2 separate regions of the Macaca mulatta genome follow, and region 1 is linked to region 2. The links are chromatin contacts, called in public Hi-C maps. All regions are on one chromosome and are shown on one strand. Each heading gives the region's core, a stretch centred on a gene start, on an enhancer-like site or on the middle of the called end of the contact. The rest is flanking DNA. Distances are from core to core; before and after follow the strand shown. Region 1 holds the start of KLHL8 (kelch like family member 8). Region 2 has its middle 15 kb from the start of AFF1.

Region 1 (5,894 bases), core at 1,551-4,050, 300 kb before region 2:
ATTCTTCAATAAATAGATGATACTATTGAAATAATATGTATATTTCTTTGATTTGTTAGTAACTACAAGTAGTTTATTGTGTGTCAATTAGCAGAAGAAAAAGAGCCATTCTGCTTTTTTATATGCATTTTTAGGAGTTACCGTGATCTTATTACAAGTGGCTGGGAGTGGTGGCTTACACCTGTAATCCCAGCACTTTGGGAGGCCAAGAAAGGCAGATCCCTTGAGCCCAGGAGTTTGAGAACCAGCCTGGGCAACATGGAGAAACCCCATCTCTACAAAAAAAAAAAAAAAAAACAAAAAACAAAAAATTAGCCAGGTGTGGTGGTGTGGGCCCGTAATCCCAGCTACTTGGGAGGCTGAGGCGGGAGAATCACCTGAGCTGGGGAAATCAAGACTGCAGTGAGCCATGATTGTGCTACTCACTGCGCTCTAGCCTGAGCAACACGGTGAGACTCTGTCTCAAAAGTAAAATAAAATAAAAACTTTGGCTATAAAAAATAAAATTTCTATTAACATGGTCTTATTAAATACATATTGTAGGCCGGGCGTGGTGGCTCATGCCTGTAATCCCAGCACTTTGGGAGGCCAAGGTGAGCGGATCACTTGAGGTCAGGTGTTCGAGACCAGCCTGGCCAACATGGTAAAACCCCCTCTCTACTAAAAATGCAAAAATTAGCCAGGCATGGTGGCAGGCGCCTGTAATCCCAGCTACTGCAGAGACTGAGGCAGGAGAATCACTTGAACCTGGGAGGTGGAGGTTGCAGTGAGCTGAGAGCATGCCACTGCACTCCAGCCTGGGCACCAAGAGAAAAACTCCGCCTCAAAAAACTAAAATAAATAAATAAATAAGTAAAATACATATTGGATTTTGTGTTTAATAAAGGGAATAAAGGGAAGCTTTCCCTTTTCCCTTGGAAGGTTCACTGAAAAATCAACTGTCAAATGGCAGATTAATAGGAAAAAAGACATACAAAATTTATTTTAACGTGCATAACACAGGGAGATTTCAGGAGAATGATTACCCAATAACTCAATGGGATAGAGACGTTTATATACTCTTCTTTACAGGGGAAAGGGAGATTGGCGAAATGTGGCAACTTAAGGTATAGTAAAGGACTTTTAGGGGAAAATGAGGAACATACAATGGCCTGGGAAAAAGTATGTTGGGCCCATAGAGCAGACAATAGTTTGTGACAAAAGTCTGTCCAAGAGTGTTGACAGACTTCAGTCTTTCTTCCTCCACTATGAGTTAAGTAAATGAAAACTCAGATAAGGCAATTATATTTGTGTTCCTCTTTGGCAGGTCTGGTTTCTAGGCAGATAAGAGAAATTCAGAGGACTTCATTTGGTGCTTTGGGAGAGACAAAGAATTGAGAGGCAGGAAGGGTAGTGGGGAAGGTAAAAGAGACCGTGAAGCTGCTTCCTCAGTTCAGTGCGGCAAAGCACCATATTTGGTTTCTGAGCCCCAACAATTTTTACATCACCTTCCAGATACACTTTATGACTTTTCTTCACTGCATACTTCTTTAAAACTCATCTTACTCTATTTTTCTAAAGGTATTTGCATTAAATGTGCAAAATACTAATGCTCTAAAGAGGAATATTTTGAAATATTAAGAATTATTTATATTTCAATGTAAATAAAGTGATTTTTTTCCAGAAATAAAATTTCAAATTCAAATAGTTGTTTTGGGTGTTTACAGAAGATGCATATATATATACAGATATGTATGTTCATTTCTATTAAAATCAATGTGCTAATGTTCATATGTGTTAATAAAGGTCCTAGGATTAAATTTATTCTGAAATAGACTCCTAAGATTGTGAAAGTTTAGTCTGGCAAAAGACACATTTAGGGGAATATCATTCTTTAAAAAACTTTTGTTTTCTTTTACTGTCTCTTGATCTCCCGCCTCACGCATTCCACTTTATTGACACTATAGAAAAATTGATTCACAGCATTTTTACTTGCACTGTTTTATTTTATTTTTTATTTTGACTCACTTTTGCTCTGTCGCCAGGCTGGAGTGCAAGAGGCACAATCTCAGCTCACTGCAACCTCCTACTCCCGGGTTCAAGCAATTCTCCTGCCTCAGCCTTGCGAATAGCTGGGATTACAGGCACGCACCACCACGCTCAGCTAATTTTTGTATTTTTAGTAGAGACGGGGTTTCTCCATATTGGCCAGGATGGTCTCGATCTCTTGACCTCGTGATCCGCCCGTCTCGGCCTCCCAAAGTGCTGGGATTACAGGCGTGAAGCCACCGCGCACTTCCACTGCTTTTTAGCAGCGAGCTCTCAGGTCAATTAACTGCTTTCTTAGGTTTACAAACTGTGGGTGTGTATTTGTAAACACAAGTTGTTTTATATATCAGCACGTGGTGAAAGTGACACAGGAATAAACGCAAACTTTTTTTCCCCTTCTTTTTTCAGAGACATAAATCCCAGGAACACTCACAACCGCAGAAGGGGATTTGGTGGACATAAAAAGAAACTAAATTTTGTACTGCCACAGAAGTGAAGCATGGATAAGCTCAAAGGTATTCATGCAGTGTTTTATTTCAAGATTTGTTATGGGGACGTCCGCCACGCCCTGGTCCGCCTTCACCAGGCCGGGCAACACCGCCCAGTCCCTGAGACCCGGGAGACGCGGGGGCGAGGTCGTGGGGTGGACTCCGGGAGGAGGTTACGAGAACCACACTTCCCAGAGTGCAGTGCGCAGCCCCGCGCAGCCTGCCCCGCCCAGCCCGCCCCGCCCCCGGAGGCCGCCACTCGCGGGGGCTGAGGTGAGAAGACGCCAAGCGCCCGCCAGGGCTCTGCGGGGCAGTGCAGGAGAGCGCGCCTCCGCCAGGTGCTGGCGCAGGGCTGGTGAGGTGCCGCTGAGGGCGGCCGGGGCTCCGGGAGCCGGGTAACGTGGCTGCAACCTTAGCGACACCAGGAAGAATAGAGCGGAGGGTCGAAAGATCGAGGTAACGGGACGCTTGTCTCCCCTCAGTCCCCTCTTCCTTTGTGCGGTGCCGTCCGCTCGCGCGGAGCCCTCCCTCACCCCAGCCCCGAAGTCGCAACACCGTCTGGTCTCGGATCTCTGGCGTGCGAAGGAAATTCGAGCCCTCGTGCACCAACCGAAACTCCACAGCTGAGAGGGCTTGGGGCCTGACAGCAAGAGCTCCAGCCCCGGAGCTCCCTTGCACGGCTTCTGTCGCCCCCATTGGCCGCAGGAGCAGGATTTTGCTCCCGGCTCCCGGAGGGGAGCCCCAGCCTCTGGCTCCGTCAGCCTCGCCGGCGCCTCCTTGGCTCCCTCGTCCCGGTCTTTCGAAGAGGGACCCAGGCAGGAGCTTAGCGGGGTCCAGGGAGAGGGCAGGCACTGTGCGGCTGGCGCGGGTTCGGGGCCCCGGGAGGGCGGCCGGAAGCCCCCTGGAGCCGCTGCCTGCGGGGGCGGGGCGAGTGAGCCACCTCCGGCCCACGCCGCGCGGGGACGAGGCGAGGAAGGCACTGCCTCTCCCCACTCGGGGGGCTTGCTGGCCGCGCTGGAGGTGCCTGCCCAGGCGCGGCGGTGTGGACTTTGTGGAGAGTGCCTCCTGGTGTGGAACCAGGAACCGCAGCCTCTTTCTAGACGCGCAGCCGCCGGATGGAGTTGTTACCGACACGATGACAGCTCTTTACGCCTTCCACTCCGTGCTGGCCTCAGTTGTCTTGCTGGTTTCTTCAGAGAGCGATTTGACTACATAGCTTGAATTTTCTACGTGCCTCGTGCTTTACTGGACTTGCACTGTTTTTCCCTCTTGACAATGTTTAATCGGGTGACTTTTCGTAGAAAACGTTCAGTGTTTTCATCTGTGTTCATGGCTAACTTTATTTTTGACTCTTTGCCCTAAGCTAATGTCACTAGTTTAGAGGGATGCTTTGGGAAAAGGTCCTTAGAACCTGGGTTGACATAAGTATTTTATCTGCTGGTTGCACGTTTTTTCCTTTGCATTGTTTTTCTCCCGTACAAGATGGTAATTGTTGGACTCTCGGTGTTCTTTATCCTCTCTCTAGAAGGAAATCCTCTTCCCGCATCTTTCTCATGTTCTGGCCCTGCGGTACTCTTGGGTACGCAGAGGACTGCTGCTAACACTGCTGGCACCTGGAAAGCTGCTTGGAGATGGCGGTGGCATTAAGCTGCTGCTTTTCCTCAGACTTCCTCCTGGCACCCTCCTTAATTTGTCAAACTGACCCAGTTCAAACTTCAAACTTTTAGTCACTTTATTTATTTAGTCACTTTTTTAAAAAATTGCTTTCAAGATGCCAGATTGCCTAAGCCTAAATATAAAAAGAAGTGTCTCAGGGGCCGGGTGCAGTGACTCACGCCTGTAATCTCAGCACTTTGGGAGGCTGAGGCGGGGGGATCACTTGAGGTCAGGATTTTCGAGACCAGTCTGGCCAACATGGTAAAACCCCGTCTCTATTAAAAATACAAAAGTTAGCCGAGCATGGTGGCACATGCCTGTAGTCTCAGCTACTCGGGAGGCTAAGACAGGAGAATGGCTTGAACCCGGGAGACAGGTTGGAGTGAGCCGAGATCATGCCACTGCACTCCAGCCTGGGTGACAGAGTGAGACTCCATCTCAAAAAAAGAAAAAAACGTCTCAGGATACTCTATTCAACTGCATATGAGCACTTAGCTTAATCCTTTTAATTTTTAAAGCTGCCAATTCTTTTAGCGTTTGATAAGATTACTGATAATTGGTTAAGATTATATATTCTGTAACAATTGCACATTTTTTGACAAGAAACTCAGTTCACATTCAGTGAGGGAATTTTTTAAAAAACAGTATTTCTTCATTCATTAAGAAGAAAGTTGGGGCTGGGCGCGGTGGTTCATGCCTGTAATCCCAACACTTTGGGACGCTGAGGCGGGCGGATCAAGAGGTCAGGAGATCAAGACCATCCTGGCCAACATGGTGAAACCCCGTCTCTACTAAAGATGCAAAAAAATTAGCTGGTCGTGGTGGCGCGTGCCTGTAGTCCAAGCTACTCCGGAGGCTGAGGCAGGGGAATCGCTTGAACCTGGGAGGTGGAATCTCCTGATTGAGATCACGCAACTGCACTCCAGCCTGGCAATAGAGCGAGACTCCGTCTCAAAAAAAAAAAAAAAAAAAAAAAAAAAAAAAAAGTTGGGTAAATTTTGATCCCACCGGCTATTTTGAAAAATGAATTTTATTTTTTAGAGCAGTTGTAAGTTCATAGCAAAACTGAGTGAAAGGTATACAGATTTCTCATGTATCGCCTACCCCTACAGAGCCAAAATCCCCATCAGAGTGGTACATATATTACAGTTGATGAACCTACATTGACATATCATTGTCACATCCACAGTTAGGGTTCAGTCTTGGTGTTAAACATTCTGTGGGTTTGGGCAAATAACCCTTTTGTTTTTATTAAGAACTTTTGAGAGTTGTAGAGAACTGAAATGGATATTGTCATTTTAAAAAGATTAAAGAGACTATTGCAGACATTTTAAACTTTAATTTCAGATAGTTTTTGTGTTTTATAAATTGAATGTTTAAATTTTTGGTTACTTATATTGGAATTCCCAAAAGAGTCACATTTATTTTTGTGTATTAAGAACTAAAGGGCCCCACGTGGTAACTCACACCTGTAATCGCAGCAATTTGGGAAGTCGAGGCAGGAGGATCGCTTGAGTCCAGTAGTTAGAGACCATCCTGGGCAACAAAGTGAGACCTGTCTCTATATTTAAAAAAAAAAAAAAAAAAAAAAAAGGTGAGGCTCGGTGGCTCATGCTTGTAATCTTAGCACTTTTGGAAGCCAAAGCAGGCCAATTGCTTGATCCCAGGAGTTCAAGACCAGTCTGCACAACATGGTGAAACCCTGTCTCTACAAAAATAAAT
Region 2 (5,892 bases), core at 3,234-5,733:
GCTGCAGTGAATCATGATTATATCACTGTACTCCAGACTGGGTGACAGAGTAAGACCCTGTTTCCAAAAATTAAAAGTGAAAAAAAAAAAAAAAAGCAACTAGATGCAATGGCTAGCACCTGTAATCCCAGCTACTTGGGAGGCTGAGGCAGGAGGATCACTCGAGGTCAGGAGTTGGAGACCATCCTGGGCAACATAGCAGGATCCCCATTTCTAAAAAGTAAAAAGGAAGAAGAAGAAAAAGCAAAGGTAAACAGCACGACTACCTCTAAGGCTGAGGGAGAACATCCAAGGGAGTAACAAACTTGGAAGAGATCTTGACCCTGAGGCTAAAATTCAGACCCCCTTGGAGAGGATGGGGCTGTAGCTAGATGGCAGAGAAATGATACGTGTAAATGGCAGAGGAATTCACTGGAGTGTTGCAGCTAGAGGTGGTGTGCAGCTGCAGGTGGGGATGGTGAGCTGGAAGTCACCTACTGGGGTGAGGTGGAAGCTTACTGGAGAGTGAGTGCCAGTGGGACTCCATAGGTGACACCACAAGAACAAGATCTAGGAACAAGGAGATCTAGGAAGGGCAGCTAACGCCTCTGCTATGTCTGCAGTGTCTCTCTAGCGCCCTCTGCTGATAGGCCTAACATTGCGCCAGCTGGCAAATGAGAAATGTTCATGGGATCCAGATCCAGATCAGTAATTCAAAGCGAGAAAGATTGCTTTGGACTTAGGAGCAATAAATTGATAACTGGCACAGTCTTACTCTACCTTTCTCTTTTTTCCATTCTTGGCTATACTGTCAATAGCCTTTCATGCTCTATGTGTATGATTATTGGATATTCTATTTTGACACACTCCCTGGTTTTCCTTTCATTGTTTTCGGTTATTTTATAGCTCTGTAAGTTGTAGAAAACCAATAACAATGCAAAGGATTTTAATTCATAGAAATGAAAATTATTTGTGTCTGGTGGAATATAGTCGATTAGCCACCCTGTGGTTAGACCATTTTGCATCTTTTAAATAAATGCATTCTAGCATTCCTTGTTGCCTATTTATGTGTGGTTTTTTGAATTATCCTTTGATCTAGTTGTAACATCTTACTGGTTCCCTCAGTAATTAATGAGGTAAATAAAACCTATCACACATATTCATTTTTTATTTGTATGTGAGTTATAATTTTACCTTTTTAAAAAATTATACTTGAAATAAACCAGTCACAAAATGGCAAATATTGATTCCACTTGTATGAGGTGCCTGGCATAGTCAGATTCATAGAGACAGAAAGTAGAACAGTGGTTGTCAGGGCCTGGAGGGCAGGAAGGAAAGAACAAGGAGTTATTGCTTAATGGGTACAAAATTTCAGTTTGGGAGGATGAAAATGTTCTAGAGATGAGTGGTGGTGATGGTTGCACAACAATATGAATGTACTTCATGCCAATGAACTGTACACTTAAAAATGATTAAAATGATAAATTTTACATTATGCATATTTTACCACAATTTTAAAAATCAAAATTAAAAAATTTTAATACTGAGTTTATTCCTTCTCAAATTCAGTCACAGTTTACTAAATATTCTGTTAGCTAAAGTCTAAATTGTAAAGCTAACCTCCAACAACTTGTATATTAAATCATGGGGGAAAAAAAGAAAATGGTTAACATTTAGAAATAAACATACATATTACAAGCAAAGAGAAAATATGTAGCCAACCTGCTATAGCCCTGTGTTTTAACTGATGACGAGGCCTTGGTTGATATTTATGACCTTCTTCCACTACCTACTCTGTATTCCCTTTGCCATCAGCTGGAATCTCAGCTGGTTAGGTGTCTTAGTGGAGTGACCTAAACTTTCATTTCTAAATTGTCTGAGTCTTAATATTCCAGCCTCTACTTTTTTGAGGGGGACAGTTTTCTGTGATGTTTTTTCTTGGGCATTGATTTGGTTTAAATTTCTCCTCCAAAGTTTATATGTTGAAAACCTTTTTTTTTTTTTTTTTTTTTTTTTTTTGAGATGGAGTTTTGCTCTTTTTGCCCAGGCTAGAGTGCAATGGCGCGATCTCAGCTCACCACAATCTCTGCCTCCTGGGTTCAAGTGATTCTCCTGCCTCAGCCTCAGGAGTAGCTGGGATTACAGGCATGCGCTACCATGCCCAGCTAATTTTGTATTTTTGGTAGAGATGGGGTTTCTCCATGTTGGTCAGGCTGGTCTCGAACTCCCGACCTCAGGAGTGATCCACCTGCCTTGGCCTCCTGTAATGCTGGGATTATAGATGTGAGCTGCCTTGACCTCCCAAAGTGCTGGGATTATAGATGTGAGCCACCACATCCAGCCATATGTTGGAAATTTAATCCCCAATACAACAGTACTATATTAAAAGGTAGGACTTTTAAGAGGTGATTAGGTAATGGGAACTCTACCCTCATGAATGGATTAATGTTGTTATCAAAGGAATGGGTTAGTTATTGAGGGAGTGGGTTGGTTATAAAAGTGAATTTGTTCCCCTTTTGCTCTTGAGCATGCTCTCCAGCCCTGGGATGCCTTCTAACATGTTATGATGCAGCAAGAAGGTCCTCATCAGATGAAGGCTCACAATCTTTGACTTCCCAGCCTCCAGAACTGCGAGCTAAATAGTTTCTTCTGTTTACAAATGATCTAGTTTGTGACATTCTGTTATAACAGCACAAAATGAACTAAGACAAAAAATTGGTACCAAGATTGGAGTTGTTACTATAATAAATACTTGAAAATGTGGAAGTAGCTTTGGAACTGGGTAATGGGTAGAGGCTAAAAAAATTTGGAGCAGCAGGCTAGAAAAGACTAGATTGCTGTAAATGGAGAATGAAGGGTGATTCTGGTGAGGGCTCAGAAGAAGAGGAGAGCTGCAGGGAAGGGTTGAGACTAATTATAGATTACCTAAGTGACCATGATTAGAATATTGGTGGAAATATGGACAGTAAAGGCCAATCTGATGAGGTCTTACATGGAAAAGAGGAATACCTTATTGGAAACTGGAGTAAAGGTCATCCCTATTATGAAATGGCAAAGAACTTGGCTGAGTTGTGTTCATGCCCTAGACTTTACAGAAGGCAGAATTTAAGAGTGATAAGCTAGAGTATCTGATGGAAGAGCTTTTTTCATGTTGTTGTTGTTTTTAAGACAGGATCTTGCTCTGTCACCCATGCTGGAATGCAGTGGTGCGATCATAGCTCATTGCAGCCTCAAACTCCCGGGCTCAAGCAATTCTCCCACCTCGGCCTCCTGAGTAGCTGGGACTACAGATGCACTCCCCCACACAGCTAATTTTTAAATTTTTTGCAGAGACAGGGTCTCATTTTGTTGCCCAGGCTGGTTTTGAACTCCTGAGCTCAACTGAATTCCCTGCCTTGGCTTCTCAAAGTGCAGGCGTTATAGTTGTTAGCCACCACACCCAGCTGGGAAAAATAAATTTCTAAGAAAAATATTTTTAGGATCCGTGTGGCTACTTTTAACCACATACAGTAAGATACAAGACGAAATAAATGACTTAAGATGGAATTCATAATTTAAAAGGAAGGAGAATGGGGCCATGCAAAGCAGCTCACGCCTGTCATCCATGCACTTTGGGAGGCTGAGACAGGCGGATCACTTGAGGTCAGGACTTCAACACCAGGCTGGCCAACATGGTGAAACCCTACCTCTACTAAAAATAAAAAAAATAAGCCAAGCATGGCGGTGCATGCCTGTAATCCCAGCTACTCAGGAGGCTGAGGCAGGAGAATCACTTGAACCCGGGAGGCAGAGATTGCAGTTAGACGAGATCATGCCACTGCACTCCAGCTTGGGTGACACAGCAAGACTTCTTCTCAAAAAAAAAAAAAAAAAAAAAAAAAGAAGAAAGAAAGAAAAGAAAAAAAAAAAAAAGCAGAATGGAAATATTTGAAAAGTTTCAGCCTGGTCATGTAAAAAATGAAAAAGTGTGTTCAAGAGTTCAAGAGAGAACACTAAGGGTGTGGCCAAGTGACCATTTACTGAGGAGTTTAGTACATATAGAATAAAAAAGGAGAGAAAAGGAATTCTCTCTCTCTCTCTCTTTCTCTCTCTCTTTTTCCTGCAGCTGGGATACTCTCCTTGTCCTGCCCTTGGACATCAGAATTTCAGGCTGTCTGATTATGGGACTCCAGGACTTACACCAATGCCCCCAGTTCTCAGACCCTCGGCCTTGGACTGAGTATTACACCATCAGCTTCCCGGGCTGTGAGGATTTTGAACTTGGACTGAGTCACACTACCAGCATCTTAGGGTCTCCAGCTTGCAGATGGCCTGCCATGGGATTTCTCAGTCTTCATAATCATGTGAGCCAATTCCTCTAATAAATCTCCCCATATCGTGCACACACACACACACACACACACACACACACACACACACACGGTTGGTTCTTCTCTCTGGAGAACCCTGACTAATACAGACATGGAAGTACTAAGAGATGTTCCAGGAAATCCCCTGGGTTCCTTACATAGTTCTCTTTGTACTCGTGGTTTAGCAGTAACCTAAGTTCCCCTTTGGTAGTTGGGATCAGTCACCAGCAGTATAGAAACCACTTATTCTACCTGTTAGTTTGTGACATAAGCATCCCAAGATGGTCAGGTTGTGTCCTCATCTTCCAGTGTAGTGGACTGGATACATAGTTATATTTCTGATGGAAACATTTCTCTCTTGAGAACAAAAACTTTCACATCAGCAAATCTCAGAGTTGCCAGGATAGGAAGAAACATTTTATAAGTGGGTTATTTGATACAGTAGTGAAAGGAGCCACTCCCGTTCATAATCCTTGACTCCTAGACTCTTGTTCTGGCTGTGGAGGAGATGGCACTACATCATGGTCTCTGATTCAAAGCATATACTGCATCTTACAAGTCAAAATCCTATCTTTTAATGTGTGGTTTCACATCTGGCACTGATGTGGTCTAAATGTTTATGTCCCGCCAAAATTCATATGTTGAAATCCTTACCCCCAAGGTGATAGTACTTGGAAGTGGGGCCTTTGGGAGGTCAGGAGGGCATAGCCCTCATGAATGGGATTAGCGCCCTTATAAATAAAAAAAGGACTGAGAGAGACCCATCACCCCTTCTGCCATGTGCCGTTAGAGTGAAAAGAAGGCTGTCTATCCAGAAGAGAGATCTCACCAGACACAGAAGTGGATGGCACCTTGATCTTGCATTGCATAGTGACATAATGGTCAATGATGGATGGTCACATATGATTATAGTAGAGTTGAAAAATTCCTATACCTAGTGATAGTACAACACATGATCTTTTCTATGTTTATACAAATACTTACCATTTCAACTGCCAATAGTATTCAGTACAGTAACATGCTGTAAAGGTTTGTAGCCTAGGAGCAATAGGTTATCTCACATGGCCTAGGGGTGTAGGAGGCTATACCATCCAGGTTTGTGTAAGCACAATCTAAGATATTCACAATGACAAAATCACTTAAGAAGACATTTCTTCGAAGGTATTCCTGTTTTTACATGATACATAACTGTAAATTTCTCTTTCTTTCTTTCTTTCTTTCTTTCTTTCTTTCTTTCTTTCTTTCTTTCTTTCTTTCTTTCTTTCCTTTCTTCTTTTTCTTTCTTTCTCTTCCTCCCTCCCTTCCTTCCTTACTTCCCATCTGTCCTTTTCTTTCTTTCTTTCTTTCTTTCTTTCTTTCTTTCTTTCCTTTCTTTCTTTCTTTCTTTCTTTTCTTTCTTTCTTTCTCGTTCTTTCTCTTTCTTTCTTTCTTTCTTTTCCTTTCCTTATTTTTCTTTCTTTCTTCTTTCTTTTTTCTTTCTTTCTTTTTCTTTCTTTCTCTCTTTCTCTTTCTTTCTCTTTCTTCCTTTCTGCCTCTCTCCTTCCTTCCTTCCTTCCTTCCTTCC

The links. Hi-C and Micro-C count contacts between places; a contact is called where the count stands out from the background.
Region 1: a contact with region 2 is called in a Hi-C map of fibroblasts, with 2.3 times the contacts expected there. The contact joins the promoter of KLHL8 here to the enhancer-like site in region 2. A contact is called at or near these places in 5 of 14 Hi-C or Micro-C datasets (blood, fetal cortex germinal zone, fetal cortical plate and 2 more).

The regions. Positions count from the first base shown.
Region 1 is chr5:96,539,894-96,545,787 of T2T-MMU8v2.0, reverse strand. KLHL8 (kelch like family member 8) reads left to right here and starts at 2,800. Exons shown (of 10, transcript XM_015138765.3): 1 at 2,800-2,972.
Region 2 is chr5:96,241,257-96,247,148 of T2T-MMU8v2.0, reverse strand. No RefSeq gene overlaps it. Among named protein-coding and RNA genes, the nearest start is that of AFF1, 15 kb to the left of the region's middle. Within about 2 kb of position 4,483, at least 2 of the 40 cell types and tissues checked have an H3K27ac peak or open chromatin away from gene starts, as enhancers often do.